Regions from separate parts of the Sus scrofa genome. Here region 2 is linked to region 1. Evidence: chromatin contacts called from public Hi-C data. All regions are on one chromosome and are shown on one strand. Each heading gives the region's core, a stretch centred on a gene start, on an enhancer-like site or on the middle of the called end of the contact. The rest is flanking DNA. Distances are from core to core; before and after follow the strand shown.

The links. Hi-C and Micro-C count contacts between places; a contact is called where the count stands out from the background.
Region 2: a contact with region 1 is called in a Hi-C map of embryonic fibroblasts, with 1.4 times the contacts expected there. The contact joins the enhancer-like site here to the promoter of WDR31 in region 1. A contact is called at or near these places in 2 of 5 promoter capture datasets (fetal liver and liver) and 5 of 47 Hi-C or Micro-C datasets (embryonic fibroblasts, fetal heart ventricle, fetal liver and 2 more).

The regions. Positions count from the first base shown.
Region 1 is chr1:253,963,866-253,968,992 of Sscrofa11.1, reverse strand. WDR31 (WD repeat-containing protein 31) reads left to right here and starts at 2,224. Exons shown (of 11, transcript XM_005660341.3): 1 at 2,224-2,422. RNF183 (RING finger protein 183) reads left to right here and starts at 2,291. Exons shown (of 10, transcript XM_021067676.1): 1 at 2,291-2,422.
Region 2 is chr1:254,267,940-254,273,066 of Sscrofa11.1, reverse strand. No RefSeq gene overlaps it. Among named protein-coding and RNA genes, the nearest start is that of MIR378B, 130 kb to the right of the region's middle. Within about 2 kb of position 2,201, at least 38 of the 83 cell types and tissues checked have an H3K27ac peak or open chromatin away from gene starts, as enhancers often do. A contact at or near this core is called in embryonic fibroblasts, fetal skeletal muscle, liver and 1 more, where this site is marked.

The sequences.
Region 1 (5,127 bases), core at 975-3,474:
CCGACTGTAACCATGAGGTTGTGGGTTCGATCCATGGCCTTGCTCAGTGGGTTAAGGATCTGGCATTGCCGTGAGCTGTGCTATAAGTTGCAGACATGGCTCGGATCCTGCGTCGCTGTGGCTGTGGTGTAGGCCAACAGCTGTAACTCCGATTGGACCCCTAGCCTGGGAACCTCCATATGCCGCAGGCGCAGACCTAAAAAGCAAAAAGCAAAAAAAGGAAAGAAAAAAAGAAAGAAACTATTAGGCCTTTTGAGGCTCAAAGTCAGGAGTAGCACAATGTCAGATTTCCCGTCGTGGCACAGTGGAAATGAATCCAACTAGTATTCCCTGTTTGATCCCTGGCCTTGGCTCAGTCAGTTATGGATCTGGCATTGCTGTGAGTTGTGGTTATGGGTAGCAGACACGGTTCTGATCCTGCGTTGCTGTGACTGTGGTGTAAGCTGGCAGCTGCAGCTCTGATTCTACCCCTAACCTGGGAACCTCCGTATGCCACAGGTGCGGCCCTACAAACGGGAAAAAAAGAAAAAAAAGAAAAAAAGTCACTTCCACCACATTCTATTGGCGAAAACAAGTTACAAGGCCAACTCTTATGGGAGAAGCTACATAGAATTTATGGCTTTTCTCTTCTTTTCCCCCCATGCCTTTGTCATGTGGAAGTTCCTGGGCCAGGGATTGAACCTGCGCCACAGCAATGGCCTTAGTCGAACCTGCGGTGACAATGCCAGATCCTTAACCCACTGTACCACACGGGAACTCCTTTGTGGACGTTTTTAATATATCATATCCTGGGCAGATGTTAGCCTGAACCAAGATAGGGGGTAGAGAGAAGCAGAGAGATTTTCATTTTCAAGATATTTAGGAGTCAGGACTGAGAAGTCTTAGGGATTGTTTCTTGAACAAGGAGGAAAGGGTGAAGTTACAAGTGACTCCTAGATCCTTGGCGTGGGTGATTGATGAATACTGGTGCCCAGAGAGAAAATACTCAGAGAGAAAAGAGGCAGAACAGGTTTGGGGAGAAGATGATGTTTCCAGTGTGAGTCAGGTCAAGGATGATGTGTCTTTAGAAAGGCAGGTGGAGGTGGGCAGGAAGCAGGTGGATATGAAGATCTTCGGAGAAACCCAGCTAGAGATTCAGTTGAGGATTCTCAGGTGTCTTAAGCCTAGAGCATCTTTCAGGGGGCTGTATTCTCAGAGCTAGAGCATCTTATGGGCAGGGATCTGCTAAGTCATCTCTGCAGCTTTGCTGAGCCTAGCCCAGTCCCCCAGGGCAAAGCAGTCAGTCTCTCCTGGTTGAAAGTTGCCAGGCTGTTATGAGGAAGAGAGATTAAGTGTCTAGGGAGAGTCTTCAGCAGCTCTGAGCTAAAATCTATGTCACAAGTGGCATGAGGGTAGATCCCAGCCCCTGTCAGGAGGAAGTTTCCTAACAACAGGCCACTGACTAATAAAGTAATGAATGCATCATCACTTGAGGGAACATCAGCAGGGGCTAAAGGAACCCTGAATGAGGATGCTGTGGAGGGGATTCCCCTCTGGGTTGGATGACAGACGCTATGACCAGCCGTGACATTCTTTGAAGGTAAATTTCCCTCACCACTCCAACCTCTGTTCCCACAGGCACCTAACATTCAGAAACTCAAGTCTTTGTTCTGCTGGGAGATCAGCACTGCAGAAGGCACCCACTAGGGTGCAAAAGAAATGTTGGCTAGGGTCCTTGCCATTCATTCATTCATTCATTCAAGCCCCTAGCAACCCTGTGCTCTCTGCTATGAATACAGAGGTGAATAGACTCTGGAAGCAATTCAATTGCAACTACAAAAACGTTGTCTTGTAGCTGCTGTTAGTTTCTGGATTTGTCTTCTCATTGGATCTCAAGAGGGTACTGAGGGGTCTCTTTGCTATAGTCCTGGGCTGTAAGATTTGATGAAAGAAAAAAATGAAAGGAAGAGAGGATTGGGAGACCTGGGCAAGTGTACAAAGGAGAATCTCAACCTGGGTGGAATCAGGGAAAACGTCAAAGAAATAAAGCAACATCTCTATCTGAACGAATAATTTACAAGATGGTATTTATTAAGTGATTTCTCCGTAGCTATTACAGTGATAGCTTTCTTTGCATTACATAGATTCTCTGGCAGCGTGGACACATCGGTCCTATTCTCTGGGCCCTCGTCCATGCACTGTTGCAGTAGGGAAAGCATATTGTTGCGCCCCGCTCAACCTTTGGGAGACCGGAAGCTAGGGGAACTGAGTTCGGCGGTGGGAGAGGGCACCCGGAGGGTTTTCTCAGGGACTCCAGCCCTAGAGACGCGCCCCGCGTTGCTAAGGGAGGCGTGGGAGGCTGTGGAGCGTAGAGGCTGCGGACGCCCTCCGCCTCGGCGTCCTCGGTTGGCCTCAGCTCCTGGCCCGGCCGACCCGCCGGTGGGTAAGGACCCTAGGGCGGGAGGAAAGGGGGCAGCTAGAGGGCGGGGGAGTGGGAGCCGCAGCGCTCTTTGAGCCGAAACCGCCCACCTGGCCAAAGAGGGTTGGGAGTACCTCAGGCCGGCTTTGGGTTGGGGGGCGCTACGTTCTGGTTATGGACGAATGCCGCCACCCTCTTCCTTCCCACCCCCTCTCTCCTATCAAAAATCAGCTTCGGCCATACGCGTGGAAAGGATTAGGGGCATTTGGGATCTGAGATGCCAGAGAGGAAGAACTGCGCACAGGTTGTCCCCAAAACTTGGGGCAACCTTGGGAGTTCGGAGCTAGTATTGATTCCCTGAATGGCTTTGGGCAAGACCCTGTTTGGTATCCTCTCGGCCTTAGTTTCCCACATCTGTACATTAGAAGGTCAAATCAGAGCATTTCCCACGTGCTTCTACTTGTTTGGTTTAGGTTCTTTGGTGTCCTAGAATGTAGTTTAAATGTGTGTACAGGGAGATTTGGGGAGCAGGAAAGAGATGTGAAATCATCATTTACATGAACAGTGGGCCAGAAGTCCAGGGGAATACGGTATGGTACCCCCGGTTTTGCTCCTGTGTGTTTTAGCACCTTACAGCTCTCTTGAGTCCCAGTTTCTTCATGAAAAATAACAGGTGGATAGGTGGATATATTCTGGAGTATATTAAGGAATGTTGTACTGGAGAGTTAAAAGAGATTTCTTTGAGTTAGAGTAACCACTGGGTATCTCAAGGCCTTTGGAAAACAGATTGTGACAGAAATGGGTCCTAGGATTCAGATTTAGGCCTGATTCCATCTGGAACTGACAAGGACATTGTGAGCCATATGAAGTTGCTGGATTTTCCAAGTCCTCGCCAGCCTTCCCAGGCCTGAGATCTGGGACAGGGCAGGGTAACTGCTCTCTAAAGGATTTATTGTTGAGCAGATTTAAAGGATTCTCATGTTGGGTCCTTAAAATGCTTCTTTTTAAAAAAAAATTTTATTACAGTTGATTTACAATTTATAATGTTCTGTCAATTTCTGCTGTGCAGCAAAGTGACCCAGTTATACCTATATACACTTTTTTTTTTTTTTTTTTTTTTTTTGGTTTTTAGGGCCACACTCATGGCAGGTGGAAGTTTCCAGGCTAGGGGTCGAATCGGAGCTATAGCTGCCAACCTACGCCACAGGCACAGCAATAGCAATGCAGGATCTGAGCCAAGTCTGTGACCTATACCACAGCTCATGGCACTGCCAGATCCTTAACCCACTGAGCGAGGCCAGGGATCAAACCCACAACCTCAAGGATCCTAGTCAGATTTGTTAACCTCTGAGCCATGAAGGGAACTCCCTATACATTCTTTTTAAAAAGCTTCTTGTCAAGCAGACTTTTCCACCTCAGTATGCCATTCATTCATTCAAAAGATGTTTGCCTTGCATCTGTTCTCCCAGACTGTGCGTAAAGTGCAAATACAAAAGTCAACAGGACACTGCCCCACCTCTCAAGTATAGTGCATGTTCACAGTGTAAACTACAGAGCATTTTCATTTCTTAGTCTACTCAGTAAATTACAAGCTGGATATTATCCAAGTACATGTAATTTGTTCTCAAGGTTTTAAATTGCCTTGCTGTATAATATCTAACATCATGAATTCTTAGCCTTAGTATGAACATTCACTGGTCAGGAGACACTGGCTTCAGTTTAATATCCTCCAGACTCATATCCACTTGTGCATGTTCTCTGTGTATATTTGTAATGCAAGTTTAATATATGTGTATTAAGAGTAGAATTTGTAAAGGCGAAATTGCTGCTTTCAGCACTTCTATCACTGTTAATCTAGTAACCATGCTAGTAGTTGTCATTTGTTACTAATAGTTTGCTAGGCTGAACCAAGAGCTTGCTTGCTTTATTTATTTATGTATTTATCTATTTATTTATCTATCTGTCTTAGGTCTTTTTAGGGCCACACCCGCGGCATATGGAAGTTCCCAGGCTAGGGACTGAATCAAGGCTGTAGCTGCCGGCCACAGCCATAGCCACAGCAATGCCAAATCAGAGCCACGTCTGTGACCTACACTGAAAGAGGCCAGGAATCGAACGTGGATACTAGTCAGGTTCGTTAACTACTGAGCCATGGTGGGAACTCCCCAAGAGCTTTAAATGCCCTAATTTTTGGAGTTCTCTTGTGGTGCAGCAGGTTAAGGATCCAGCATTGTCACTGCAGTAGTGTGGGCTGGTGCTGTGGCACGGGTCTGGGAATTTCCATATGCTTTGGATATGGCCAAAAAAACCCCCAAAAAACCCAGAAAACAAAACCCAACCAACCAAAAAATGCACTAGTTTTTTCAGAGATGCAGTATAGTACATGGATGGAGAGCAAAGCCTCTTAAGAGTCTGAATGCCTGGATTCAGGTTTCAGCTAGGGTACGTATTTACAACTTACTTGTAAACTTGGGCAAGTTACATCTCTGTGCATGAATTTTCTCATCTACAAAATGAGGATAGTAACAGCATCTATCTCAGGGGCTTGTGGAATAATTAAATAAGTTAACTACAAAGTCCTTGGACATTTTAAGTGCTGTTTTGAATCTTCACAGAAGTCTAATGATAGAGTTATTACCCCATTTTATGCATAAGAAAGTGAGACTTAAAAAAGTTCAACAGCTTGTCCTAGGCTGCAGTAGAACTGTAGTTTAGACCTAGGCCTATTT
Region 2 (5,127 bases), core at 952-3,451, 300 kb before region 1:
CTGCTAGGTCAGGCTAGCAAGAATCCCCCGACCCCTTGATATCCCAGTCCTTGGCCTGCCTTTAGCAAGAATCCTGTTAGATCAATTTAGCAAGCACCTCCCTACCCGTGAAGTCTCCACTGACCCCTGCCCTGCTCCTTGCCAAGCCCCTGGCTGTCTTTGCTGCCCCGAGAGTTGGGCTCAGTCTCTCTCCCCTATTGCAATAGACTTGAATAAAGTCTTTACCGTTTCAGCAAGTGTCAGAATAGCTTTTAACAAAGCAAGAGCGAGGAGTGGAGTGAGGGAGGGGGAAATTGGAGGAATGGAAGCCAGAGAGGTGGGGGGGAGGGGGACAGGCCAGGTGACTCCAAAACTCACCTTGGCTTCAGCCTCTGTGAGCCCTTCATCTCTGTCCCCTGGCTGTCCCTGCCTCTCTCACCCGGACCCCTGCAACAGCCCCCACCTCCAGGTCTCACTGCCCCCAGGCCACCCTCCACTTTGCAGCCAGAGGCTCTTCCAAATCCCAGCCCTGACCATGTCCTTCCCCTCCAGGGCCCCCAGCCCACAAGCAGTCCAGCTCGTTGGCCTGGAGGGCAAGCCCTGAAGCTTAGAGCCATGGGCATCTGCATGCTTCCTCCCTTCAAGCCTCAGCTCACCTCACTCCCTCTTAGAAATGTACATCTGAGTCCTGCTCCGTTTTCTAGGCCCAGCCCACCCCTCTTCTCCTCCAAGAAGCCTTCCTGTCTGCACTTGGGCTCACCTCACAACCTAGCAGGGTTGGTTCCACCCCCATGACCAGCCTATCAAGCTCCTGCTCCTCTGTGGCACCCTCCCCTCCCCACTCTCTCCAAGTCATAGGACAGAGGACTACTCAGCCATCTTGCATGGTCTGGAGACAGAGGACTGGCCAGCATGGGCCCTTCTGATCCTTCCTGGCTGGGGTGGCAGGAGAGGGTGGCACTGGGTTTGCTGCCACCATCATTGAAGCCCTGGATATCAAAACTCCTACAGTTGGTGTATCACAGTGTTAAGAAGAAGGGCTCGGAGTTCCCATTGTGGCGCAGTGGTTAACGAATCTGACTAGGAACCATGAGGTTGCGGGTTCGATCCCTGGCCTTGCTCAGCGGGTTAACGATCCGGCTTTGCCGTGAGCTGTGGTGTAGGTTGCAGACGCGGCTAGGATCCCGCGTTGCTGTGGCTCTGGTGTAGGCCGGTGGCTACAGCTCCAATTCAACCCCTAGCCTGGGAACCTCCATATGCCGCGGGAGCGGCCCAAGAAATAGCAACAACAACAACAACAACAAAAGACAAAAGACAAAAAAAAAAAAAAAAAAAAAAAGAAGGGCTCTGTAGCCAAGGCATCTGGGTTCAAGTCCTGGTTCCACCATTTAGCTTCTGTGTGACATCAGCCAAGTGGTCTAGTCTCTCTGTGCTATGAAATGAGATAACAACAGGGTTGCTGTGAGGATAAAACACATTAACACACACACGTACAGAGCACTGAATTTGGCATGTGACATGGAATTAGGGCTTATGCAGCTATTAGCTGTGATCCTCATAAAAGGGTTCGAATCCAGCGGCATCTCTGTGACCTTGGACAAGTCACTTAACATCTGAGCCACCAATGTGCTGGCCACATACAAAGACACATCTGTAAGCACACACACGTACACACATACATGCATTGTGTACAGACATATGGAAGCACAAGCACGGATACACATGTACATACGCACACAATTTTGTGTGTTTATTTGTTTACTGTCTTCCTTTCCCAGCACAGACCTAAATGTAAGCTCCTAGGCAGAAAGCACCTCTGACACATCGGCTCCTAGCAGAATGCCTGACAAACGACAGGTACTCAATAAATATTTTCCAAATAAATGAACAGATGCAGGCTTTCTTCATTCCTAAAATGGGCGACAATAACCCCCATCTCACAAGGCTGCAGTTAGGAATGAACAAGACAAGGCAAGGCAAGCTCGCCCCCCCTCCCCCTCCTCCCCAACCCCGGGCCTTGCCAATTTCCTTCATAGAGCAAGGATCTGGGATTGTTATCTTAGAGGCAGACACCAGGGGGCAGCACAGGATCAACTCACTTTGGCTGTGCTGAACCCTTGCCAAAGGGAGCTGGAAGAGAGGGACCCTCCTGCAGCTCCTGGGAGGGATGGGCTGGGCACCTTGAAACGTCACCTTCCATCCCTTCGTGCCCAGACTGCCAGGAGGACTCTCACAGGTCAGATCCACATACATCACTCATTCCTCCACCAAACCTTGATGGAGTCACAGAGCTCAGAGCCTAGTGGGGAGACGGTCTCTGAACGAGCAATTAAAGTAATTACTTTAATTAAAGTAATTAAAGCCAACAAGCGAGTGCTCTAAGGCAGTGAGCGGGATGTATGGGGCACAATGACCCTGTGTTTCAGGCTCAGATGTGATGGCTGAGCAAGAGTTAACTGGGAGGCGAGGGAAGGAGAGGGTAAATGCTCTCAGGCAAAAGAATGACCTGCACAAAGGCCCTCAGGTAGGAAGAGGCTCGTCTACTTAATCTTTGGCCCGAAGAAAGGAAGAGACTCCCTGAGATCACACAGGAGAAGCAGAGCCAGGGCTGGAGCTCAGACTTCCTGGCTCCCCATCTGGGGCTCCTCCCCCAAACCCTGGTTTCCCTTCCAATAAGCATCATCTCTGATGTAGCAGCGGCAGCAGCTGTGCTGGAGGCAGAGGAATTTTGGCCCTGATCCTGCCTGACCCAACTTCCCCAGTATATGAGCTGATAAGAGATTTTAATTCTGATGTCTAGACTAAGACAATGACCAAATGTCTTGCAGCAAATGGGGCTCCTAAGAGCCTATATTTGGGGCTTGGGAGCTCTCTCTGTGATCATATTTCAGTGGCCCTGGACTGGGGCAGAGGGACTGCTGGGAGCTGCAGAGCTGAGCCTGGAGGCTTCTAATGGACTGAGGGCATTGGCTAGGAATCAGAGATGCCTGGAAAGTTCCAGTTAAGGCTGACCTTCTAAGATGAACATTCCAGGGAGCCTGAGCCGCGGACAGGGTAACCCTGCTTTATCAGTCGGAATAAATAAAGCGGTACTGGGGAAAAAAAAAAAAAAAAACTTCTACATCCAAGAGGTTTAAAACCACAAAGATGTATTTCTCCCTCACACAGGGTCCATGGTGGGTGCAAGCAGGACCTCAAGCTGGGTCAGGGAAGCCCCTGCATTGGAAGCCACTGCCATTAAGTGCTGCCACCTGGTGGTCACAGCAATCATCCCAGGGATCTGAGTCGCACTGATGTCCCGCTGCCCACCATGGGGATGGGGAGTCAGAGATGCCAAGGAAGCCACCATGGGCCCGGCCCTCACTTAACTGAGCTTCCCCCAAAGGGCCATGGACAGCCTCAGTGGACAATGGTGTCATTGACTGAGCTCTTATTCTTGTCATTTACTGAGTTCTCCCTGGTGCTATGATGACATCTAATCCCCATGACGACGCTGCAGGTGGGTACCGATATCCTCCCCCATTTTACAGAAGAGGAAACGGAGGCACAGGAAGGTTTAAGCACTTTGGCCAAAGCCACACAGTAAGTAAATGCCGGAGTGAGATTCACACCAGGCACCTGACCTTCGGAAAGAGGGATGCAACTTCCCTAAGAAAGGAGACTTGGAGAGGTGGATGGGTGTCGAGGAAATTTTTCTGTTATGCAAGTCCTGCCTTTATATCTCTTAGAGAGTTCAGTAAAAATGTATGGCTTTTTGGTGCTTTTCTTTTTTTTACGATTATTTGCATTTTTTTTTTTTTTTAATTTTGAAAAATGGGAGTTCCCGTCGTGGCTCAGTGGTTAACGAATCCGACTAGGAACCATGAGGTTGCGGGATCGATCCCTGGCCTTGCTCAGTGGGTTAAGGATCCGGCATTGCCGTGAGCTGTGGTGTAGGTTGCAGACACGGATCCGGTGTTGCTGTGGCTCTGGTGTAGGCTGGTGGCTACAGCTCTGATTCGACCCCTAGGCTGGGAACCTCTATATGCTGCAGGAGCAGCCCAAGAAATGGCAAAAAGACAAAAAAAAAAAAAAAAAAAGTCTAACCCACTGAATAGTTGAAGGACTACGCCTCATGGAGCTCCACCAACTATTAACACCTTGCTGCACCCATGCCACCTCTCCTCCTCCTCTTCCTTTTCTTCTGTTTCTCTGTCTCTTTTTCTCTCCCACGACACAGCCCCCCCACCCCTCACATTTGCCAAACCCTCCAAAAGTGAGGCGGGGCTCCGTGATGACTTCACCCACAAGCCCCTCCGTGTGCCTCTCCCAGGACAAGGACATTCTTCTACACAAGCCCACACCGAAGATAATCAACACAAATTAGGCAAATCACCCAACACCACGTGAAGATAATCAACACAAATTAGGCAAATCACCCAACACCACGTCCACACTCACATCCCCCCTCCACCCCCACTGCCTCCCAAACGTGCTTTGTGGCTGTTTGTTTTTCTGGATCCAGGATGCAGTGAAGCATCACGTATGGCATTTGGCTGTCATGTCTCTCCACTCCGTTCCTCATGACACCAGGCCCTTTGAGGAATCCAGGCCAGATGTTCTGCAGAATGTCCCCTGGCATTCCCACATTGGCTTTCGGCCAAAGAGTCCCATCGAGAATACGCCGTCAGCCCGTCTCCTCATGGCCGAGACCCTGCCTGATGGCCCGGTGGAGGTGATGGCGGCCAGGCCCCTCCAGCATCAAAACACGCTCCCCTGTGTACATAACAAGCCATTTTAGGGGTGATGCTTCAAGACTGAATATCCTGTTCCCCAGGAACTCTCACCCCGTCTCTTAGCGTGGTGCATAGATAGTTCTGGCCTGAATCACTTATTACAGTGGAGGTGACACTATGTTAATTTTCTAAGCCTTATTATTATTATTTGCTTTTTGGGGGCTGCACCTGCAGCATATGGAGGTTCCCAGGCTAGGGGTCTAATCAGAGCTATAGCTGCCAGCCTACGCCAGAGCCACAGCAACACCAGATCCAAGCCACATCTGTGACCTACGCCTCAGTTCACAGCAACACCGGATCTTTAACTCACTGAGCGAGGCCAGGGATTGAACCCACAACCACATGGTTCCTAGTCAGATTCGTTTCCACTGTG